2 separate regions of the Sus scrofa genome follow, and region 2 is linked to region 1. A link is a contact called in public HiChIP or PLAC-seq data. All regions are on one chromosome and are shown on one strand. Each heading gives the region's core, a stretch centred on a gene start, on an enhancer-like site or on the middle of the called end of the contact. The rest is flanking DNA. Distances are from core to core; before and after follow the strand shown. Region 1 overlaps ALCAM (CD166 antigen). Region 2 holds the start of ALCAM (CD166 antigen).

The links. HiChIP or PLAC-seq counts read pairs in DNA pulled down with a chosen protein or histone mark.
Region 2: an H3K27ac HiChIP or PLAC-seq map of alveolar macrophages shows a contact between it and region 1. The contact joins the promoter of ALCAM here to the enhancer-like site in region 1. A contact is called at or near these places in 1 of 5 promoter capture datasets (liver), 8 of 47 Hi-C or Micro-C datasets (fetal heart ventricle, fetal liver, liver and 2 more) and 1 of 2 datasets of contacts at active chromatin or transcription factors (alveolar macrophages).

Annotation. Positions count from the first base shown.
Region 1 is chr13:153,869,714-153,872,698 of Sscrofa11.1, forward strand. All of the region lies in intron 1 of ALCAM (CD166 antigen), which reads right to left. Among named protein-coding and RNA genes, the nearest start is that of ALCAM, 130 kb to the right of the region's middle. Within about 2 kb of position 1,703, at least 10 of the 83 cell types and tissues checked have an H3K27ac peak or open chromatin away from gene starts, as enhancers often do. A contact at or near this core is called in alveolar macrophages, fetal liver and liver, where this site is marked.
Region 2 is chr13:153,996,716-153,999,820 of Sscrofa11.1, forward strand. It overlaps ALCAM (CD166 antigen), which reads right to left and starts at 1,526. Exons shown (of 15, transcript XM_013982482.2): 1 at 718-1,526. The coding sequence starts at 790.

The DNA of each region.
Region 1 (2,985 bases), core at 453-2,952:
CAAACAAAAATAGGTTGCTATTCCAAGGAGATTAAAATCTAGAAAAGGCAAGAGACACAAAACTAGCACATTGCATAGAAGTTAAGGCACAGTCTCTGGACTCACACTGCATGGATATGATTCCAGCTCTGCTACTAATAAGGTCAGAAACTTCCGAAGTTACTTGACTTGTATGTGCTCGTGTTTCCAAACCACTAAATGGAAGAGAATCATAGTATCAAGCGCAAGGGTTATTATGATTATTAAATTAATTAATTTGTGTAAGCTGCTTAAAAGAGTGCTTTTCATAGAATATGTGCTCAATAAATGTTAGCTATTATGGCCATTAATCATTAGTAAAATACAAATCAAAACCTGGCTATTACTAAAAAATCAAAAGGTAGGTATTGGCAAGGATGTGGAGAAAAGCGAATCCTTGAACACCGTTGGAAGGAATGTAAATTGGTACCGCCATTATGGTACAATACAGATAAAAACAGAACTACCATATGACCAAGCAATCCCACTTGGAAACAAAATCACTATATCTAAGTGATATTGCACTCTCATGGGCCTTGCAGTGTTATTCACATAGTCAAGATATGCAAACAACTTAAATGTCTGTCAATAAAGAAAATATGACATACGCACAAACATGCAAACATAAAGGTATGTTATTCAGGCTTAAAAAAAAGGAAAGAAGGAAATCCTGCCATATATGACAAGACGGATGAACCTAGACATTACACTGACTGAAATAAGTCAGACACAGAAAGACACATACCGCATAACCTCACTTATATGTGAAATATATTTTTTAAAAAGGCCAACTCGTAGAAACAGAGAAACAGAATGGTAGTTGCTAGAGTTTGGGGAAAAGGCAAAATGGGGAGATACTAGTCAAAGGGTACAGACTTTCAGTTTTAAGATGACAAAGTTCTGGAGACCTTTACTGGTGATTATAATTAATAATAATGTATTATATCCTGAAATTTGCTCAGGGAGTAGATCTCAAGGCTCTCCCTCCCAGCCACCATGGCACCCACATAAAGGGAAACTATGTGAGGTGATAGATGTGCTTATTAGCTTGAATGTGGTAATCACTTCACAATACATATGTATATCAAAACATCACATTGCATATCTTAAATATACACAATTTTTATCTGTCAATAATATCTCAATAAAGCTCAAAAATGTTTTTTATTTAGTGGAATTAAAGTGATTATATGCCAAATGTTGCAGGAGCAGAAGAGAGACCAGTGATAGACAGGAGAACACTCTACCCTAAAAGGACATTCGTATTGACCTTCGCAGACAAGGATTTCTTCAAGTGAAGAAAAACAACAACAACAACAATAAAAGGGGCTTTTGGCATATTTTAAGGATGGCAGAGGTCAGATTTTTGCTGTTGAGAGTTATCTTGAGCATGGAGGATGATCAGCTGGAGAAGGGACAAGGGGAAGGTAACCTTGTTAGAAAGTCGAAATGTTTAGAAGGTCATGTAATCGTAGCAAATGAAATAGGGCGGGGAATGAAGGGAAAGCAGGATGAAAAGGAGCCATTTCCAAAGTGGAAGCTACATGAGCTTCAGTAAGTGTGATGCATCCTGCAATTACAAAGTTCACATTTCACAATCTAGCTGAGTACACTGCTCATGTGAAGAACAGCTAATACTTGGTCTTTGTAGAAGCACATCATACACTATGTGTGAAATCACACACTCACTGGGCAATAGGAAAGCTGTCTTTTTGTGTTAGCTCTTTGGAAAAGGCTTGAGACTAAATAAGCAGAACAGTCCAAAGCAAATATTAACTCTGGTGGCGTTAGGTGCCTGGATTTCGAAACACAAATTGTTAATGTTACGTGCATTTTGGTTTTAACACATTCAAGCCCTTTTCAGTAAATGCTACAAAATACAGAAAGAGAAAAGCCCAAAGTGCTGGAATGTAGATAGTCTTGAAATCTTGCTGCCTTTTTTTTTTTTTTTTTTAATGGCTTTGTGTTTACCAATTAGAGCTTTGATGAATAAAGCACAAAAATGAAATGTAAAAGAGTCCTACAATATTGTACTTTTTAGTCACCGTTAATTTTTCTCTTTTAGAGCAGTTTCTGAATTCATATGGGACTCCAGAAGTGTTTCTGCAAGCACTGATGAGTGGATCAAGGACCTCATGCCAAGCTCTGATATTAAGCACAAAGCCATTGTGCTGTTATTGTTTAAACATTCCAACTCAAGTGATACTGTGACCAAAGAGGATTGCCAAAGACCTTTCTGGCTAACTTCAGTTAAGAGTAAATTTAAGTTTTAACCTGATGCACAATGTCCCTCCCATAAAGGGAGAGGGTGGAAAATATTACTTATATATCTTTCGAATACCTCTTTCAGAAGGCCCTGGCAGCTGGAGATAGCAGCCTCTGGAGCTCTTGTCTTTACTTCCCTGATGCACAAAAAGGGTAATTGAGCAATTTGTGCTCTGGTCTGCTGGGAAGTCAGTCCATCTGACTCAGCTGCACCTGCATGGTGAGTGGCCTTTCTCCTATTCACCATTGAGGTGCTTTTGTGTGCTTGCCTTAAATGACCTGACTTTAGAAAATGATTTCCAAAATTATGACCTCAAGCCCCCAGGATCAAGGATTGCCCTGTCCACTCAGTTCTTCATTCTTAAAATGTCTGCCATTGAATGTTATGTAGTATATGATGATATATCTTTATTAAAATTTAATTATAATTTAATGATTAATTAAATATATTTTAATTGAATTAAAAATTCAATATAGTTTATTCTATTAAAATTTATTATAACTAATGGCTGAAAGAACATTGGTGTAGGAGTGTAGGAACCTGAGTTCTTGTCTCATATTTACCTTGAAATCATTGAGAACTTGCTTTCCTGGGCCTCCATTTATTTAGTATAACATAAAGTAAGGCTTAAATATTCTAGGATTAACATTTCCCAATATAAGAAAAGCATACTGTCAATTTTCAGCTGAGATTTGAAGCCA
Region 2 (3,105 bases), core at 276-2,775, 130 kb after region 1:
ACAATCACAACTCCCTCATCAAGGGATCACAAACCTAGCTGCGAATTCCAGTCCAGGCTGCGTTCTTTGCCTGCCACCACCCATACCCTCATCATCTCTACCCTCAGCACCCATCCAGACAAGACGGGGCGGGGCGGGGGAGGGGGCAAACCATGATGGGAGCTTTAGGAGGTTTCTAAAGGCAGTGATTAAAGTCCTCCCTTTCTCTTCTACCCCTCCCATTCCTTCACCTATTACCCAGGGGAAGTTACCAGGGAATTTATCTCGAAAAAGTGCGAATTGTTGACTCAGAGAGCTAAGCGAAAGGAAAACTGCCCGGAGCTCAGTGACGTGGACTTTGATATCCTGAGACGGAGGTACTGTTCAGAGGGCAAGAGCTGGCTGCCCAGAAGGGAGCCGCAGGAGGAAGAGAGAGCCAAACGAAGCCTGACCGAGGACCCCTGGAACCCCGACCCGAGCCGCACCCAAACTTCCCAGAGATTTAATTAGTGCCCCCAGGAGCTGCCCGAACTTAAGCCAACCGACTGAACCCAAACGTGTGGCACAGGTGAGGGAAATCAGGGCCAGCTCTGTGCCTGCACCGCTGTTCCCTTAGCTACCTGCCCCCCACGTGCGCCTGGGAGCACCGCCCCAGGGTTGTAAGGCCGGGGCCGGGAAACTGGGAAACTGACCCCCCGGCCCGGCTCGGCCTGGGGCTGCTCCGAGGCCCTTGCTTACCTGGCCGAAGAGCAGCAGCTGAGATCAAGAGGCAGAAGACCAGACGGCAGGAGGGGGCCGCCTTCGATGCCATATTCCTCCTCCTTCTCTGGGAGCACCGACTGACTCCGCACCGCAGGAGGGGGCGTCGTTCCCGGCCCCGCGCTGCCCGCGAGCTCGCGGGTCGGGACGCTGGGGGCAGCGGCTTTTCCCAGACACACCGCCCTCTGGGTTGTGGCGCTGCACCTCCGGGTCTCCGCCGCCCGCAACTTTCCACCACGCAGTGCCCCAACTCCTCCTGGCTCCCCTTAAACACCCGCCCTTGTCCCCTTCGCCTGCTCTTCCCGGAACCAGCGACCCCTCTCTTCCCGGGAGACACTTGAGTAATTCGGATAGGTGTTCTCGGTTCTTTTCAGACGGTCAGTTATTTACCTTCTCTCGGAATAATAATAATAATGGTAGTGGCAGTGTGCATAGAAAGCCCAGGGCCAAAAAAAGAATCGTTGGGTGTTGCGACAGGGGAGCGATAGATCCAGGCAGTCTCCTCAGGTGGCAGCGGCGGTGGCAGAGATAGCAGTGGCGCCAGCAGCGGTTTCTGGGCTGCTCTGAGTGGAGGGACTGGAAGGCGTGTGTAAGCTGCCGCTCTCCTCCTCCCCCCCCACCTCCCGCCTCCTCCTATCTCCTCTCTTCTCCCGGCTTCCCAGGATGAGCCCAGCGCAGGTATCTGCAGCCTAGAGGCGCTGCAAGACCGAGTCCGAAACTGAGTCTAGCTCTGGAACTTCACCCGGGAGGCGCGCGTCCGCGGTGGCGTCTTCCAGCCGCCGTGTGGGGCCGGGCTTTCTAGTGGCTCCGCCCCCTGGCCCCGCCCCGCCAATAGGGAACAGACCCTGGAGCAGCGCGCGCCGGGGTGGGCCCCCTGGACTGCCACTTCCAGGTGGCGTTACCATCGCCCTAGTCACCTACGGACTTTCAGTTCACACTGCCAGAGCGGCTTCGCTGGGGGTCAAATTGCCCTTTTCTTGCCCCCCCTGACGCCTATGCACTGGCTCACTCCTCCGGGACTTTTCCATCGTGATACTGCAGCCTCCTTCAGTAAAGAGGGTTGATAAGGCAGGGAGGTGGGGAGTAGAGACCACGCCAGGGATTAGCATTTTGGGTCCTAGGGCGGGAGCAGAAAAGGAAGGACGGGTTTGGAGGTGACAAAGGTGGGAACTTGCCTCCTGGGAATTAACAGGAACAATGAGCTACTAGGCTGATTCCTCCCCTTACTCCCCCCACATCCCCTTCTCGAACACACCTTGTTCGGCAGGCTGAGCACTTGAGCCAACTGCCTACTACCAAATAGGGGAAAAAACAAACAAGAAAGAAAAGAAAAGAAAGAAAGAAAAAAGAAATTTACTCTTTCCCTAGGAAAATTAAAACAGGAATTTCTAGATCACACTTTGTCACACTGATTTTCCCAGTGTCTACAAAAGCCAGAGCATGTGTCTCTTTTGAGTTAAGCGGCGATTTTAAGTTACAAACAGAAAATCTTCAAGTTACTCAGATTGAAAGCCAAGCTCCTCCTTGTTCATTCCAGAAAGCCAGGCATCCCAGCAGATGGACAGGCTTCGCCGCATTTCTAAAGATTGAACCACCTCCCAGGCGGAACATAGAGAAGCTGCGTTGCTTTCAGATCAGGCAGAGAGCATGAAGGAATATTTTCCTCTAGAATACAGGGGTGGAACTGTTGGAGCCCTAAGTGGCTCTAAATCAGAGATGTGGGATCACAACTCTCATCCACGAATCATAATAAAATCTTGGTCCCAGAACCACTTCGCAGGGGCATTAAATAGCCTTCCGTGCATCACAGGGTCATCCCTGTGTGAGGTTAGTCTCCAGCCTTTCATCAGAAGGCTTCGAATCACCAGCTAGATGAGAGTGAGGGGAGTTGGCGGCGAGAAAAATAAAACAAGCGCAAGCGTGTGCGCACACACACACACACACACACACATCTTTGAATCTTTTATCTTTTCAGGCTCGGCACTATTAAGCTCCACCTTCCACTGTGATTTTATCGAAAGCCTCCCAGCCTTGTCCTCCCGTCCTCCTTACATTAACAGGATTCTAGAGTAGGGCTCTTATACATTTCCTCTCAAAAGAAATAGTTTCTCCCGCTTGGTTTTCACATTAACATTTCATTTGCTTCTTAAAAACCAACAGGAAAGCTAATGCTATGAGGCAAATGCCTATTAATTCAGTATTCCATGAGCTAAGTTTGGCTGGCTTGCCACCATTCCAATAGGATCCCGTAGAATTCCTTTAGGGAATTGTTTTTCTTTTAACGGCTGCTCTGAGTAGCTTGTATTCCAACAAATCATCTTAACTACCTATTTAATCTGGACACATACACCCCCATTCTGCCTATCT